Linked DNA regions of Mus musculus: region 2 is linked to region 1. The links are chromatin contacts, called in public Hi-C maps. All regions are on one chromosome and are shown on one strand. The core of a region is the stretch at or near the end of the contact, and the rest is flanking DNA. Distances in the headings are between cores, read along the strand shown.

Region 1 (7,797 bases), core at 3,796-6,295:
GCCATTTAAACTACTAAAGACATGCCTTTTCATCTATTTCTATGGGCTCTTCTTCCCTTTTGCCAATGCACACTATGCTGAGAGAATTCTGCAGGGCCACCTTCCTTGTCGTGATATCGTGACTACCACGACGCCCAGGGCTGTGCAGATGCAAGTTATATCTGTGAACTGCAGAGTCTTAGACAGAACCCGCTCCCTGTGATGCGGTGTTTCTGACAGTCACTGATCTTGTCAGCGTACGTACTCTTCCTTTTTGTGTGGACAGTGGAGTCCTGAGAGCCCATCTTCCCCATTTCCAGGGCAAGATTGTGGGAGAGCAGGAGCTGTGCAACCCAGCACTAAGCATAACCTGTCATAAACGGCACGCGGTGCTTAGTATTCAGAACAAGACATCTCTGTCTCATTCTCGAAGACCCTTTTGACAAAAGCCATCTCGCAGCTGCCAGGAGTATCGAGTCCAGCTGAGGACAAACTTCAAGATGAACCTGAAATCAATTGGCCATCAAATTTTCATGCCTCTCCCAGACTATCTGTGGCATTTTAATTACAAGCACCCTCGGCGGGGGGTGCTACAGATATTGACACTTGGCTCCTACAATAAACTTTATTGGCAACCTCTGTCTGCATGCAGGACTTGCCTAGAATAACAAGAAATGTATGAGAAGCAGGAGTGGAGTGCAATTGCTCAAAATCACCCCCCTCCCCTCCCCTGAAAGGGGACTAGGCATTACTTGGCACGAGCGATAGGACAAGGAATGATCTGAGTTGGATAAATGACTGGGTGTGGAGAGATGGGTCAGTGGCAAAGCACGTGCCACAAGGGTGAGGGGCTGAGTTTAGCTTTAAGAAACCCATGGAGAGCCAAATGTGAGAGCACATGTTTATACTCCCAGTGGATGGTGCTGAGTTGGGAGGTAGAGACAGGAGACTCCCTAGAAAGCTCACCAGCCACCAGAAAGCTGGTGGACGTTAAGGAGGGCCAATATCTGAGGTTGACTTGTGCTCTCCACATGTGCACTCTGTGGCACATACGTCCTTGCACACATGAAGAGGTAAGCATGCACACACAGGCACATGTGCACAGACAATGTGCACTTAATCTTCAGATTACACGTGCTGCCATGTCCTAGGAGTCCTAGGGTACCTGCCTATGGCACAGCAGAGTGTCATCTTGCTTTCTTCTGTATGGGATGAGTATTGCTGAAATACATCATTCCCCAGCCCTTCAAAGGACAGAATGGACCAAAGGCCATAGGCTTGAGTTAAGGGAATGGAATCACTCACTGCTGGTGGTCGGGCAGTCTGTGTGTTGGGTTGGTAGACATCTATCTACTTCAGGAGCAAGAGAAGCCAGCCTCTGACATTTCCTCGCTTTGGCCCCGGCTGTTAGATGGGCTGTAAATATCAAGAGGAAGTCAAGGAGACCTTGTGATTCGCCAGCCACAAAGGATCCTTGCTCTGTGAAAAGTAAGGACTTTAGAACTGCAGGCTTGAAGCTGAGCACTCCTCAGCAGGGAGTGGGGGTGGGGAGTTGGGACAAAGGTTACAGCATTGTTGTGTCTCCCAGTGTCACAGACGCTCAGGCACAATCCTGCAGCTGCCTGATACGGACCCAATATTCTGATAAATATAACAACTGGCTTTCTGAAAACAAGAGAGAGCGTATGAACAGGTACACGGGGCTGTCACACACTCTCTAGTGCAAAGGACAACTGGTGTGGCCTTTATCAGTAAGAGACATGCAAAACTGTTTGTTACAAATGCCACACAGCCAACTGAGGCTCAAGGGAAGCTTTTATTGATTTGTGACAAACACTTGTATCCAGAGCTGAGCTATGGCCCAGCCTGGGGAGCAAGTGACAACCCCTCTGAGTGTGGCTTGATGATTCAGAGTGAATCACTTAGTGTGAACACTGAGACATGTACTCTGGCATTCCACACATTCTTCCATTGTGCGAGTGAATTCTTCGCTGGATTGGATAAGTCAGTTTTTAATTCGGTGTTCTGTGCGTTCATGATGTAATAGGTACAGGTATGTTAGTTAGCCTACAACCTATTCTGCAATGGGAACATTGTAACCACTTTCTCCATTAAGACCACATAGATAAAGCAATCTTGCTTCCCTGTGTAGGTTTTGCCCATTCCTGTGGGGCAAATATGCCTGCCATGGCTGCTCTCAAGACATCAAGGCAATATCCTTAAACACAGGGTCTGATTGTGTTTACATCTTTCCACTATTTGGAACGCAATGGACCTCGGAAGTCTCTTTACCAACCTTTCAACTTTAGGACATGATTTTGCCATCTACAGAGTTCTCGGTAGAGAACCACGACCTTGAGTCACGAAACAAAATTTTCAAAAAAACGGTATCTTCAAACACTCGAAGTGGGCGTTTGAGTTTGTTTTGGGAAGCATTTACATCTATCCTTGGCCCAGCTTGACCCCGCGGCCACAAGCTGGACTTGGCTACAAAAGCACTGGTAATGGTCAGATGTGGTTTCAAGAAAAGAAAAATGCAGGAAGCACAGAGCTCTGATATTAATTGAATAACTCAGTTACTGCATAGCCCCAGGGCCATGTAGGGAGAGAGTTCCCTTCAGAGTGAACATAGTGGGCATTATACAAAAGTACACAAGTAGACACACACACACACACACCAGGAGATTCTGCCAACAAACCCCTGTGTTGTCATCTTACAGACAGGGACCCTTTGAAACACAGGCTGGTGATCAATGCCTGAAATACAACAGCAGAAGATTATCAGAAAGTTGTATCTGGAAGAGTTGGTAGGCCCACAAAGAAAGTGGGAAGAATAGACCCCACTATAGAGAGTAGTCAACTGCAGTCCCCGTTGACAGGGCTATCAATAGACGGCCTCCCCACTAGCTTTTGTCTACTCCTTAGAGGGTTTTGCTTTGTTTTGTTTTAATAAGAAACAATCACGGAGCTGGAGAGATGGCTGAATGGTTAGAGCACTCTCTGCTCCTGCAGAGGTTCGGTTCCCAACACCGCATTGGAGAATTTACAGTGAGCCGTATCTCAAGCTTCAGAGAATCTGCCCCCTCGACTGGTACCTCATGTGCACATACCCACACATAGGCACATATATGTGCACATACTTAAAAGTTAAATAAGTATTTTTAAATGAGAAAAAAATCGCAATCTTCTTGTGAATTATTTGCTATCATTACAAAGGCAAAAACAATATTGATTCATCAAGCTGAGACTGCTCTCTCTCTCTCTAGGCAGCCCACAGAGGAGGAGGAAGAAGAAGAGGAGGAGGAGGAGGAGGAGCAGCAGCAGGAGCAGCAGCAGCAGCAGCAGCAGCCGCCTCCTCCGCCATCACCTCCGTGCATCATGTCTCAATTCCATGACACCACATGCGGTTTCTGCATGCTTTCCACATGCAGTATCAGGAGACATCATTTGTGCAGGCTTGACTAGGGAGGGACAGGACCACGGCAGGATGCTGGTGCAGCCCCAGATAGGATGTCCACTGAAACACAGATGCCATGTGCCTGTTTCCTCAAGGATAAGGGACCCGATGTGACCCGCTGGGGGCTTGTTTGCAGGGATCTGCAAAACCTCACATCAGAGACACACAGATTTAATGAGCTGAGCACACTAGCCATCTTCCAAAGCACTCCCAGGAGAGGGTGCAGCTGGGACACATCTACAAGACGGGAACCAGAGTACCCTGGCACTTGTCCGAGACGGGGCCTGTTGGTTGCCTTTGCCAGTTGTATCTGTGCCCCCCCCCCCCCCACGATGGTCAGTTGCTCTAAATAAATATCCGTGGTTCCTGGGCATAACTCAGACTTTGCATTTAAAATTAGATCTATAGTGGCTTGGCCAAAATTTGTGTGTGAGTGTGTGTGTGCACTCGAGAGTGTGCGTGTGTGCGTGCATGCGCGCGATGGGTATGTAGCTGCCTGCAGAGGCCAGAGGAGCATGTCAGAGTTCTTGGAGCTAGAGTTACAGGTGGTTATGTGCTGCCTACTACGGGAGCTGGAAAGCAAACGTGGGTCATTTAAAAGAAGAGCAATGAGCACTCTTGATGCTGAGCCACCTCTCCCGTCTTTGCTTTTTCTTCAGTACGGTTTTATATTTGTGTGCATTTGTAGTGTGTATATGTATGCGTGTGCACGTGATGTTCACACCAATTCCCCACAGAGTCAACATTAGATGTCTTCCTCTACTACTCTCTATACATGCCTTCCCCTACCCCTTTGATTCAGTATGCGCCATTTCAGCTCAGTTGGCTGCCAGGGACCCTAGGATCTGTCTCTATCTCTACCTAGGTTTCCTCAGCTGGAGCCAAGTGCTCAGCCTTCTTAAGTGGGTTCTGGAGATCTGACCTCAGGTTCTCATGCTTATTCAGCAAACAATTTACCTGCTGAGCCACCTCCCCAATCCTTTCAAAATTAATTTATATTCAGATATTATTACCGTTACTTGTTCCTTTAAACAGAGCAGCACACAGAGAAATCGCTAGTGTTCTCTTCTATCAGAACACGGGCTGGTCCAGCCTACACATTTGCTCATGGTTGGGTGGACAGGTAGCAAGCAATGCTATCTGGGCTGACCTCTTCATCTGAGATCACCTTGTCTTCGTTAGAAGAATCTTGCTTCTCCTGTGTGTTCCACAGTGGTACAGAACAGACAGGGCCCGAGTCTTACTGTAGAACAGGCCTCTGGTAAGTTATAATTAATCAGCTTCAACCTTCTAACAGGAGCCAGCTGGTGAACGTGACATTGCTGGAACTGGACAGGTGTGGCAGTGAGACACACGGTCCCTTGCCGGTCACAGGGTATTCCAGTAGGTGGGTAGGACTGGGGAGATTCTGAGCGCCCACCTCTGAGGACTGGACAGAGTAAAATAAAAAAAGAGTGAAAGATTCCCTTTCATTTTTTTCTTCTTCTCTTTCTCAGGTTAATATGAAATTTTAGGAGCACAGGAGCGAGACTTCCGGCTCGACAGAGCGGCTAAGTCACCGAGCCGACTTTTCTCTGAAGCAAAAGCGATGTACAATGTTGATGTGTGCCAAGAACTCACTTGGGCATGGGGCCAAGAGAATGCGGCCTGTCAGTCGTCCGTGGGGGAACGAGAGAGCAGGGAGTCCAAGCACATTTGGAGAGATGCCTTACAGTTCTGAGGCAGCCTTTTCACGTCCACAGAAGCCCTGCCCCCCCCCCCCCCACCCAAACTCGAAACCTCTTGTTTCTGGCTCTGGGAGGCAGCTGTTGGCGAAGACATACCTCTTTGGCAAACCAACGTCATCCTCAAGCAGACCCTGTGGTGTGAGGGGTCTGGAAGGGGCCAGGCCAAGGTGGTAAACCTTCCTACCAGATCATCTCTTGTCTCTTGCATTCAGCCAAGGCAATGTGCTCTGCAGAGCCAACCCTTGCCTGTCTCAGAATCATGACTTGCTTGTGACTAAGTAGAGGCTGAATCGGCACCCTGATCCCCCACACCCCCCCACACCCCCCAGAGCCCTGGAGTCCCCTCCACACCCCCCCCCCAGCCCTGGAGTCCCCTCCACCCGCTCTTTACAAAATCAGTTCATCTGGGTAATTTTTAAAGCGCAGCACGTGGGCCAGCTGGAATTGTTTGCCTCTTCCTGGCCAAATGTTTGGGGCGCCTTCCAGCCTTCAGTCTACATGCTGTGTGTGTGTGCTAGCAAGATCTGGAAGGCACGTCCAGGACTGGGAAGGAGGGTGTTGCTGACCGCAGGACCCGCCAACTTCCCTAGGCAGGAATGAGAAAGAAGCCTGCTCTTTTTAGGCAAGCCACTGTCAGGCAACACTGTCAGGCAGTGATTCTCTGGGCTTGGATATTAATGCTCACATTCACTGGCTTCTGAGCTAAACCCCCCATCCCAGATCCTTAAAAAGAGAAGATGATTTTCCAGGGAAAGGAGTGTGTGTGTGTGTGTGTGTGTGTGTGTGTGTGTGTGTGTGTGTGTGTGTATGTGTGTGTGTGTGTGTGTGTGTGAGCTTATTTATGCTGCTCTTATCCAGAACAGGGCTGATAGGAAAGTCACTGGACAAGGGTCTGCCTGGCAGGATGCTGCCTGCCTTCCTTCTAGAAAGCAGGCTACTTAGATAAGGTGCAGTAGTGGCAGAAGTCGCCTTGAACACTTGGCAAGTGTGTTCATTTAGAAGGAAATAATACAAAGAGAAGGGCAGAATATTCTGTCTGCCTCCTCCCTCCAGCCACGGGGAAGGTAGATAATTAGACTTCATTTACAATCCAGAGCTTTCAAAAATAAGACCTGTGTTGGTTATTTATTTATTTATTTTTAAAGATCTTTTAACTTTGAAGTTCTGGAGATTGGGGCGGGAAGCTGCCTTGTGTGAAATGTGCCTGGCCTATTGTACTTGGGGGAGTCGGAAAAAAAAAAAAAAAAAAAAAAAAAAAACGGGGACAATAATAGCCCTTCACGGAGGAGACGGGATTGTGTTCAACACACCATTTATCTCCTTTTGGACACAAAAGCATATGTGCAAATATGTCCATTTATACATTCTTCTTCTGGGGGCCTGTGACTCTTCCAAGTCATTATTCATATTAATTAATGTGTGTTTGGTTTATAAACTGCTGGGCTTAAGAACTCAAGTTGAAATGTTCTAGGAAAGTCAATACCCCAGCACTGCCTGTGACAGGGTAGGGGTGAGGGGTGGGGGTGGAGCTAATGGGCTGGATCCAGCCTTCCAATAGGGTGACAGGAGCTTTACACATCTGGGACAAGGCAAAAGGCCCTGTGAAGGGCCTTATATTTGCTGTCTGGAGACCGGCATCCATTCTTCCACCCTCCTGGATCCACAGAGAGCTTCTCAGGATAAACTGGGTCATAGTTCATAAATTCTGAGTGTCCAAGGAAGGGGGGAAAATGATAGTATTACTGAAACACAGTCCACACAATTCTGTTTTCTGGAATGGCCCAGCTCTCTGGGCCTGTTAAAGGCAGTTCATCAGCAAAGCACTTTGCATTAGAGCCAGGAAAGGGAGCTGGGTAAAGAGGCATGAAAAAAAAAATACCAGAAGATGTTTGTGAATACTTTCCAAAAATTCCAGGAAGACATATGCGTTTCAAGACATGGATCTCGCTAATAAACATTAGGTCATAAAATAATTCAGTGTACATGTGTGGGTTTTAGAGAACACTCTCTGAAAGAATTTTTCTGGAAAAAAATAAAAGCAACCTTGCTGTTCACTGTTTTAAAACTCCCTCCCCCCCCCCCCAAAGAGCTATTTCCAAATACAACCTAGAGATACATTTTATTTCAGTTTCCCACAGATGTGTCTCTCCACACCTGCTATTCTGGTTATTTATTAACCATGTCTAGTTTTGTAGTTTCTAGCTTTTACATCTTTAAAGTCATTAAAACTCAACAAGAGAATTAATCACAAAAGAAATCTATCAAATACCGGTGCCAAGCACTTTTTTCCCCTCCCTGACTGACATCTTTAAAATGTATTTTAAGGTTATTTATTTCATCACACCCAGGGAATAAAAAAATAATAACTTGCAAGCCTCCAAGTTCAGAGAAAGCATAAAAATGTGATTTACTATTTATTATACAGTTAGGCACATGCACATTATACATTGCATGTTAATCTCCAGCGAGCTAAGTTTAACAAACTTGACAACACTACCGCTTGCTAGTGCGGAGAAAGAGTTGACATCTGTTTGCGTCCAGATAGGATTCCTTCTGTGTATTTTCTGGTAAACGGATAGAAGACCGGCTGTTTAAATGGGCAGCCGAACCACAGTGCCCCCTGGTGGAGAAACA
Region 2 (7,797 bases), core at 3,400-5,899, 140 kb before region 1:
CTACTGGGAAGGGACTACCTCAGATGGAAAGAGAGGCGGGGTACAGTTCTGAACAGGATAAAGGCATCAGGCAACAAAAAGCCAAGGTAAGCCGGGTGTGGTGGCGCACGCCTTTAATCCCAGCACTCTGGAGGCAGAGGCAGGCGGATTTCTGAGTTCGAGGCCAGCCTGGTCTACAAAGTGAGTTCCAGGACAGCCAGGGCTATACAGAGAAACCCTGTCTCGAAAAACCAAAAAAACAAAAAAATAAAAAAACAAAAAACAAAAAAGCCAAGGTGGGGATGCCACAGGCAGTGAGTTCAAGGTCACTAAGTGGTACTATCAAGGGGGATGGAATTCATCATAATAAACTTCACAAGATTCTTGCTACAGGTATGCCCGGGTGAGTCAAGAAGGGTTTTTGTTTAGGTCTCCAATTTAGGGAGACTCCTTAAGACTAGACTGTGAAGCCAGATGTGGTGGCCCACACCTTTAATTCCAGATAGAGGCCATGGGTCTCTCTGAATTCCAGACTAGCAAAGGCTATATAGGAAGAGACTCTCTACAAAAAAAAAAAAAACAAAAAGACTGGCCTATGAAGATTCCACAAGTCAAAGGGACGAAGATCATATATTAGCTTGACTAAATTCAGTCAAGGATGGTCTGTCTGTCTGCGAGAAGTACAACAGGCCATGTTAGGACTTGGCAAAGGGAGAGTTCTTTGTCTCTGTCTCTCTGTCTGTCTGTCTTCCACAGGGTCTCATGTAGCACAGATGAGCTTCAAACTGGCTAAATAGCCAAGAATGACCTTGAACTTCTGATCCTCTCCAGCCTTTGACCCCGGAGGGTTGGGATTACAGGTGGGCACTGCCATTAAACCCAGTGCTTTTTCCTTTCCATGCCGGGCAAATGGTTGACCTTGATCAACTGAGCCACATTCCCAGCCTGCCGGCAAAGGTTTCTTAGAGAGATGGGAGGTTGAGGCTGCCTGGATGTTATGGGCAGGCAGCAGAAATGAAATGCACAGCCAACAGGCGGCAGAGCAGAGTTTGGTAAATGCCCCATGTTTCTGTGTGGCAACAGAGCTTTTCAATGGGGTCACTATAGACAATTAGACCAGTGGGGATCTGAATGAGTGTCTGTCCTGTGCATTACAGGATATAAGGCAACCTCCCCACGCTGGATGCTAGTAGAAGTGGCTTAGGCTGCCGCTTCTCGACATTCTGACCAACGAACTGTCTCTAGGTATTTGTCCAAGGAAGAATGTCCCTGGAACAGAAGGAGAAAGGACAATGTGTAGAGAGTACTTAAAGGACCAGCGTGTGAATGGCTAGCTCATAGAGCACAAAGCAGCACACATGACGGGGTTGTGGTCTATGTAACAAAGGCAGATTCTGCCCGTCTCTGAGAATGACTGTTTTCTATGCAACAGCAAAATACAGAAGTGAGTTTATACACGGAGAGCAGAATAAAACCGGGTTTGTTAGAACCCCCATATAAGAAAAATAGCAAGCGATACGACAAACCATCGGAAGTGATCTTTATGTATTGAGATATTTGGAAAGAAAACTATTCCTCTATCTGATTAACAGGCAAGGATGTAGACGACACAAGATATAAAAGTAATTCCTAGGACCAGCAGGATGGTTCGTTGGGTAAAAATACTGGGTATGTGAGCCTAATGTTCTGAGTTTGATCCTTAGAACTCTGCATGCACACGTGTGAGTGCCTGCACACACATTAATGATACACCGCCTTTTTTTTTTTAATGTTTAATGCTTTCAAGGGCTAATTTAGCCACTATCTTGAAAAACATTTGCACGTCTGGCCACTTTTAATTTTATAATTTTATTTTCCATTTGATGGTTTCCATTATGGCTTACCTTTATATTTACATTCAAAAATGCATTGCTATTGCTGAAAACTTGAGTATAAAGGGGAAAGAGAACAGCTCCCATTCTGATTTGTTTGCTCTGTGACACTCTATGGAGATTTCACAATTATTTACTAATTTAAATAACCCCAATTTCAGCAGACAATGAGCAGGTGGCAAGTTTGCTGGCACATCCCCATCTGACCTCGCCTGCGTTTTCTTTTCTCATTCCTGGGCACAATTAGCAAAGGACAGAGAGACGGCTATTTAACAGGCTATCTCGGCTAATTTTTAATCTCTTTTAATGCAGGAATTTAAAAAAAAAACAAAAAACGCCTGCTTGAGAGCTTCGGGGATTACTAAATAATAAACCCTGAAGGTTCCAAAATCTGGTTAATCGTTAGACCTGGAGAATATGAAATATAGTGTTAATTTAGAATAACATAATGCCTAAAAATGAAGCGAGTAAGGTCTAATTGAGCTATGAACTGCTTGCCTGGTACTGTGTAATATGGGTGATGCTAACCCAGGGTTGCTGAGTTGTAGATAACCATGACTCTTAGCAAATATGTTTACTGGGGCCTCTCGCTCTTCATTACCCAACCTCATAAAGTATATGTCTGCATATTCCGATAAAACATAAAACGGCAAGGCGGAGGCACAATTAGGACACCCCAAGAAGCCGCATCGTAAACCAGTATCTGTCTCCCAATAATTGTTCACTTAACCGTGATAAATATTTATCAGTGTGCAAGACAACTAACCCTGGAACAACTGTGGCCCATGCTAAAAACGAAGGGAGACATTTAGACTTTTGATTTTTTCCATTTGGATAAGCGAGACGCCTTTAGCTCAAAATGTGACCTGATGAACTGCCGTGCTTTTGACTTTAAGTGATTATCACGTTGTAGGAACCAACCAGAATGTGGTGGGTGCATATGGCCAGGTTCTGCTTAAAGCCACTTGGGTTTCCTGAGCGCTGCAAGTGAAAGCCACAGAGTGGACAAAAGTGGACGAAAATGTAGCTGTTCATTTGTATGGTTGTACAGATCATAACCTTTTATGTCTGTGGAACTCCTTGGGAAAACTGTCATTACTGTTATTCTTTTTCTATGAATGTATGTATGCATGCATGCATTTGTTTATTTGTTTGTTTGTATGTTTATTGGTTTTTTGAGATGGGGTTTCTCTGTTGTATCCCTAGCTGCCCTGGAACTCACTCCGTAGACCAGGTGGGCCTCAAATGCATAGAGATCCACCTGTCTTTGCCTTCTGAGTGCTGTGATTAAAGGCCTGCACCACCACCATCTAGGAAAAAAAAAAACAAAAACAAAAACAAAAAAACAAAAAACGTGTCCTTAATGGTCCTTGGTCCTTAGTCTCTTGTCAGTCATGATGTGCTAACTGGGGATGCAGGAAGAAAAGTGGGATATATAGCTATGCAGATGTGTGTGTGTGTGTGTGTGTGTGTGTGTGTGTGTGTGAGTGAGTGCACACGCGCACGTGTGCGCATGCACACGCATGCTTGTCTGTGTCTGTACTGTAGACTCAGGCACTTGTTCGGAGAAGGGCTCTGTAGATTAGCCCACAGCATTGTATGTCTTCCAGAGCACGACCTCAGGAGAAAAGGGCTCTGCCATCCAGGTGACACTTGTCTTCTGGCAGAAGAGAATGGTTTTGTCATTGTTAGAAAGATGGTTGGGGGTGAGGTGGGGGGGGGGGGGGGAAGAAAAACAGGAAGTAGGGGTAGCATCCTCTACAGATAGAAATAGCTCAGAACTGCTGGACCCATCCTGAAAGCAACTGGAGAGAGTCATTCAAAAACCAAACAGCGATGGTTCTTAAACAGGAGCAGTTACCACTTGCCAGTTAACAGAGCATGCTTCTGTTACCACGTGACTCTCTGACTCAAGACATCTGCAACTTGGCCAGGGATGTGACATTTCTAACAAATGTCCAGGGGATGCTGCTGATACAGTTGACCCATGAGGCATACTTGGGGAACCGAAATCCGATAGCAAAGGAAGGATCTAGAAGGTGACACTTTGGGGATGAATCCCTGGTTAAATGTAAATTCTTGTCCCAAGCCTGTTATCCTTTCTTTTTCCTCATTTTGCACCATCTGATCTCTTCCCCGTCTTCCATCTTCCATTTTGTTTTATTTTAGATGTCTATTCCAATTCCCCGTTTCCAAGTCTCTCATATTCTGTATCCCCCTGTCCTTTCCTATCCTTTCTTTTGATCTTTTTTTTCCCCCAACTCTCAAGCTTGCCCTGAAATCCCTACGTTAGTCATAAGTAGCCTTGTGCTGGGCTCTTCACAGTGACCGATACCATCAGAAAAGAAGCAGATCCTGAAAAACAGGGTCTCTTTCCCCAGCGAGCAAAAATGAAGGCAATGGGTCAGAGCAGAGCAGGCAGGGTATGGATTGTGTTCCTGGCAGGCGGGAGCAAAATGCGGTTACATTCAGCATCCTGTAAGCAAATCCATGTCCTGTGGGTGTGATTTTTATACACACTGCCACCACTGGGTGTGCATGCTACTGTAGCCTGAGCGGGTTCTCGGAGTTCATTTTCATTTGGGGGATTTTTTTCTTACATTTTAGGATAAATAGTCTCTAGGTCTAGTTACAGTGTGCACTCAACTCCCACACTGTGTGGAGATTTATAGCAAAAATGACCACTGGAAGAACATCACGAGGGGAGGAATCTTTTGGGGGCAGACTTGGCTCCTCTAGTCTTTTCCTGCTGGACTCTGATTCACACAAGACAAGAATCCACACGGCCAGAGTCCTCTGATCTTAGCAGTGCGTCATCCGAAATGAGCACGGACCACGTAACTCGACTACACCTTAAGGGAACAATCCTAGCCTGGCTGTGACTGGACAAGATGACCTCAGACATCTTTTATATCCCTCCTGGGTCATAAAGTCAGAATGGAAACTCTGACCAGAACCTGTGAAGAGAAGAGATGCTAAGAGTCTTCAGTCTATCTAAGCAATACTTCAGGTGGTGGACCATGTTACAGTGATCATCAGAGAGCGAGGAGACAACACAAAAACAAAAACAAACAACAACAATAAAAAAACCCTTCCCCTTGTCACCAGAATCAAAATCAAAATGCTTCCAAATAAGGTCATTTATGAATATCTACAGGCATGGGGAGGGTAGAAGACATGCTGTGCTTTGGCTTTCCTCACCTCTAGAGGAGTGAGTAACCAGCTGCCATCCAAGTGCCCTGTTGGAAAGCTAGGAGTCCTTCCTGTGCCCAGAACTCTCAAGTTCCTCTCCGGGGTCCTGACATGGGGAGTTAGAGGAGGGGCACAGGGAGGATTAAACAGAAAGCAAGAGCTATATAAGAGTCAGCCACGGTCTCAGCTCCAAGTCTCTCCAGCAAGGTCATCTGACAAATGGTAAGCTTTTCTCCCGGTGGTAAGTCCCTCCTCTGGCTGACCCCAGGCCTTCAGACTTTTCTTCTCCAAACAGGAGATTCCTAGGAATATTCTAATTTCTTGGGGGCTCATTCAATAGCCAGACGTGAGCACGAATGTCTCTTTAGGATTCATTCATTCCTGTCACTTGGGAGAAGGAGAGAGGGGGTAGCCCTCTGATTTTCACATGTACAGTGGCATGTCCCCTCCACGTGCATACATATATACATAGAAATACACTTTTAAAATTGCTGCCTAGAAGGGAAGAGACACATCTGCTTACAGGAATCTCATGGTGAAAATCTCTCTCTGCTTTGAATGGGTGACTTCAGGTTGAAAGGTTCTCAGGTTGTTAAAAAGCTATGATATTCATTTTGTGGCGGCGGCGTGAGCTCGGTCCAACCTATATCCTGATGGGTCCCGTTTTCAAGGGTAAACACCATAGTCAGTTAGGGTGCAGTGACAATAGCAGCTAATACTTGCTAATACAGTGACACCGACAGTGACATCACAGACCCCGACTCCACTGTCACGTAACTGTGGGCACGACGGGCCTCTCTGTCAGGGCAGAAACTGGAGCAGCCCGAATGAATGAATGAATGAACACTCCAAGAAGAGACCCAAGAACTCAGAGAGCTTCGGCAATATTTGGGAACCAGCTAGGTACGAATACCTCCAACCCTGGACTCAGAGCAGGAGAATGCAAAGCGGCAGGCAGGCTGGGGTCTGGGGGCATTTGGTTTGGACCAGTTGACCAATGGATTCTCTCTCTCTCTCTCTCTCTGTTCTAGGCAGAGAACAGGCTCCATCTTAAAGGGCAGCCTGCTGAGGCCACCAGGGTGGAACTGGCTGACTCAGGACGGACGCTAAGGTTTGTGCTGAGCAGAGGGAACTGTCCTGTCCACTTCAGGGAATTAACGGGGAGTCGGCTTGGCTAATCAGGTTTAACACCTGCGACATGGACTCCTCTGAGATTGGGCTTTCTGCACCCCCTCCCACCCCCGAGATCCCGCCTGTCCATAGAGACTCCACCGGGCAGAGAACCTTTCTCAGCCTGATCCAGTTTCCTTCCTTTACTGTAAACAAAGGAACACTCTGGTGGCACCAACCAGAGTTTGGCTGGGGTGGGGGTGGGGGGTCCTGGTTAAAAGGTTCTGGTTTGAGTGCCTGGGTGCCCCTTGTTGTTTCCTTACACAGAAGTGATGTAATTAAGAACTAGTGTACCTAAGCTGAGACAGTTCCTCCTCTGCCTGGTAGGGAGTTCCACAGAAATCCAACAGCCCCCAAGTACTACCTAGTGTACTAGGTTAGTGTACTGTACTAGTACACTAGGTTAGTGTACTAGTAGTCACTAGTTACAGTAGACCAAGCCTGATTTAAATCTTAATTTAAATGTAAATAGTGGCCCCGGGCCATTGGCTACCTTATCTATTAGACAGACCAGGTCCACCGCCTTCTCTTAGTCCAACTTTCCCATCAGCCCAGGAAAGTAATGCAAGGTTGTTTACACCTTGGAGTCAGATGAAACTGGAGCGGAGTTCTTGAGTTCACTATCACGCAGCCAGTTCACCAGGCACCAGGTCTCCTCTGATTCCAGGGTTCACAAAGCTAACAGGCTTTGTGGCTATTGGGCAGGTAGGTCGTCCTAGGGAAGCCACAGCTCAGAACTCTGCCTAAGCAAAGTGAAGGACAGTGACCTTCTTAATGAGGCAAAATGGGGGGGGGGTGGGGAAGAGGGAGGGAGGAGGGAAAGAGTGGGGAGAGAGGGGCTGCAGAGATCGCTCAGTAGTTAAGAGCAGGTGCCCCTCTTGCACAGGACTCTGGCTCAGTTCCCAGCACCCACATCAACCTATAACTAACTCCAGGTCCAGGGGATGCAACACACACTCTTGGCGTCCATGGGAACCAGGCATACATGCAGAACATTCACGCATGCTGCAAAACACTCCTACACATCATATAAAATAATCACTTAAAAAAAGAGAGAGAGAGAGTAACAGGAAAGAAGCCAATCGTCAGGCAAGGTGTGGAAATTCTCTCTAGTCTGCTACTTGTAACAAACAGCAGGTGCGAAACGCCCGCCATATACAAACACAGGAGAGAGCAAAGGCAGGCAGGAGCTATGGAGCTGGGCTCTTTGCTGCTTGTCTGTTCCCTAGCTCACCAGCCCGAGGCCACCATCAGGGGTACCTTTCCCCTTTTAAAATAAACTGCCTCTATTTGCATCCTCATCCCCGGGACCCTGGTCCACTTCATTGCTTGGGACGAGGAAGCCTGGGATCTGAGGTATATCCCAGACACTGATTCAGTGTCCCAAACTCAACAGAAGTGAGTGGGGACGCCTCTTTCCGCAGGGAAAATGTTATTAAGGCTCTTATCCTCCTCCGATTAAACGTGTACATCCACTTAGATGTGAGCAGCTTCTGCTACGCATGAGTCCCATGCAGGCCTTGCTTTTTCTAGCAGGGAACTACAAATAGGGTTTCTTGCTCGCTGCTTTGTGCAGATTGGAAAC

Evidence for each region. Hi-C and Micro-C count contacts between places; a contact is called where the count stands out from the background.
Region 2: a contact with region 1 is called in a Hi-C map of uterus, with 3 times the contacts expected there. The contact joins two enhancer-like sites. A contact is called at or near these places in 7 of 484 Hi-C or Micro-C datasets (CD4 T cells, cerebellum, nephron progenitors and 1 more) and 2 of 115 datasets of contacts at active chromatin or transcription factors (large pre-B cells and vascular smooth muscle cells).

The regions. Positions count from the first base shown.
Region 1 is chr8:114,771,554-114,779,350 of GRCm38.p6, reverse strand. The region is part of intron 8 of Wwox (WW domain-containing oxidoreductase); the gene reads right to left. Among named protein-coding and RNA genes, the nearest start is that of Gm16118, 67 kb to the right of the region's middle. Within about 2 kb of position 5,045, at least 58 of the 459 cell types and tissues checked have an H3K27ac peak or open chromatin away from gene starts, as enhancers often do. A contact at or near this core is called in uterus, where this site is marked.
Region 2 is chr8:114,913,188-114,920,984 of GRCm38.p6, reverse strand. The region is part of intron 8 of Wwox (WW domain-containing oxidoreductase); the gene reads right to left. Among named protein-coding and RNA genes, the nearest start is that of Gm39257, 44 kb to the left of the region's middle. Within about 2 kb of position 4,649, at least 11 of the 459 cell types and tissues checked have an H3K27ac peak or open chromatin away from gene starts, as enhancers often do. A contact at or near this core is called in uterus, where this site is marked.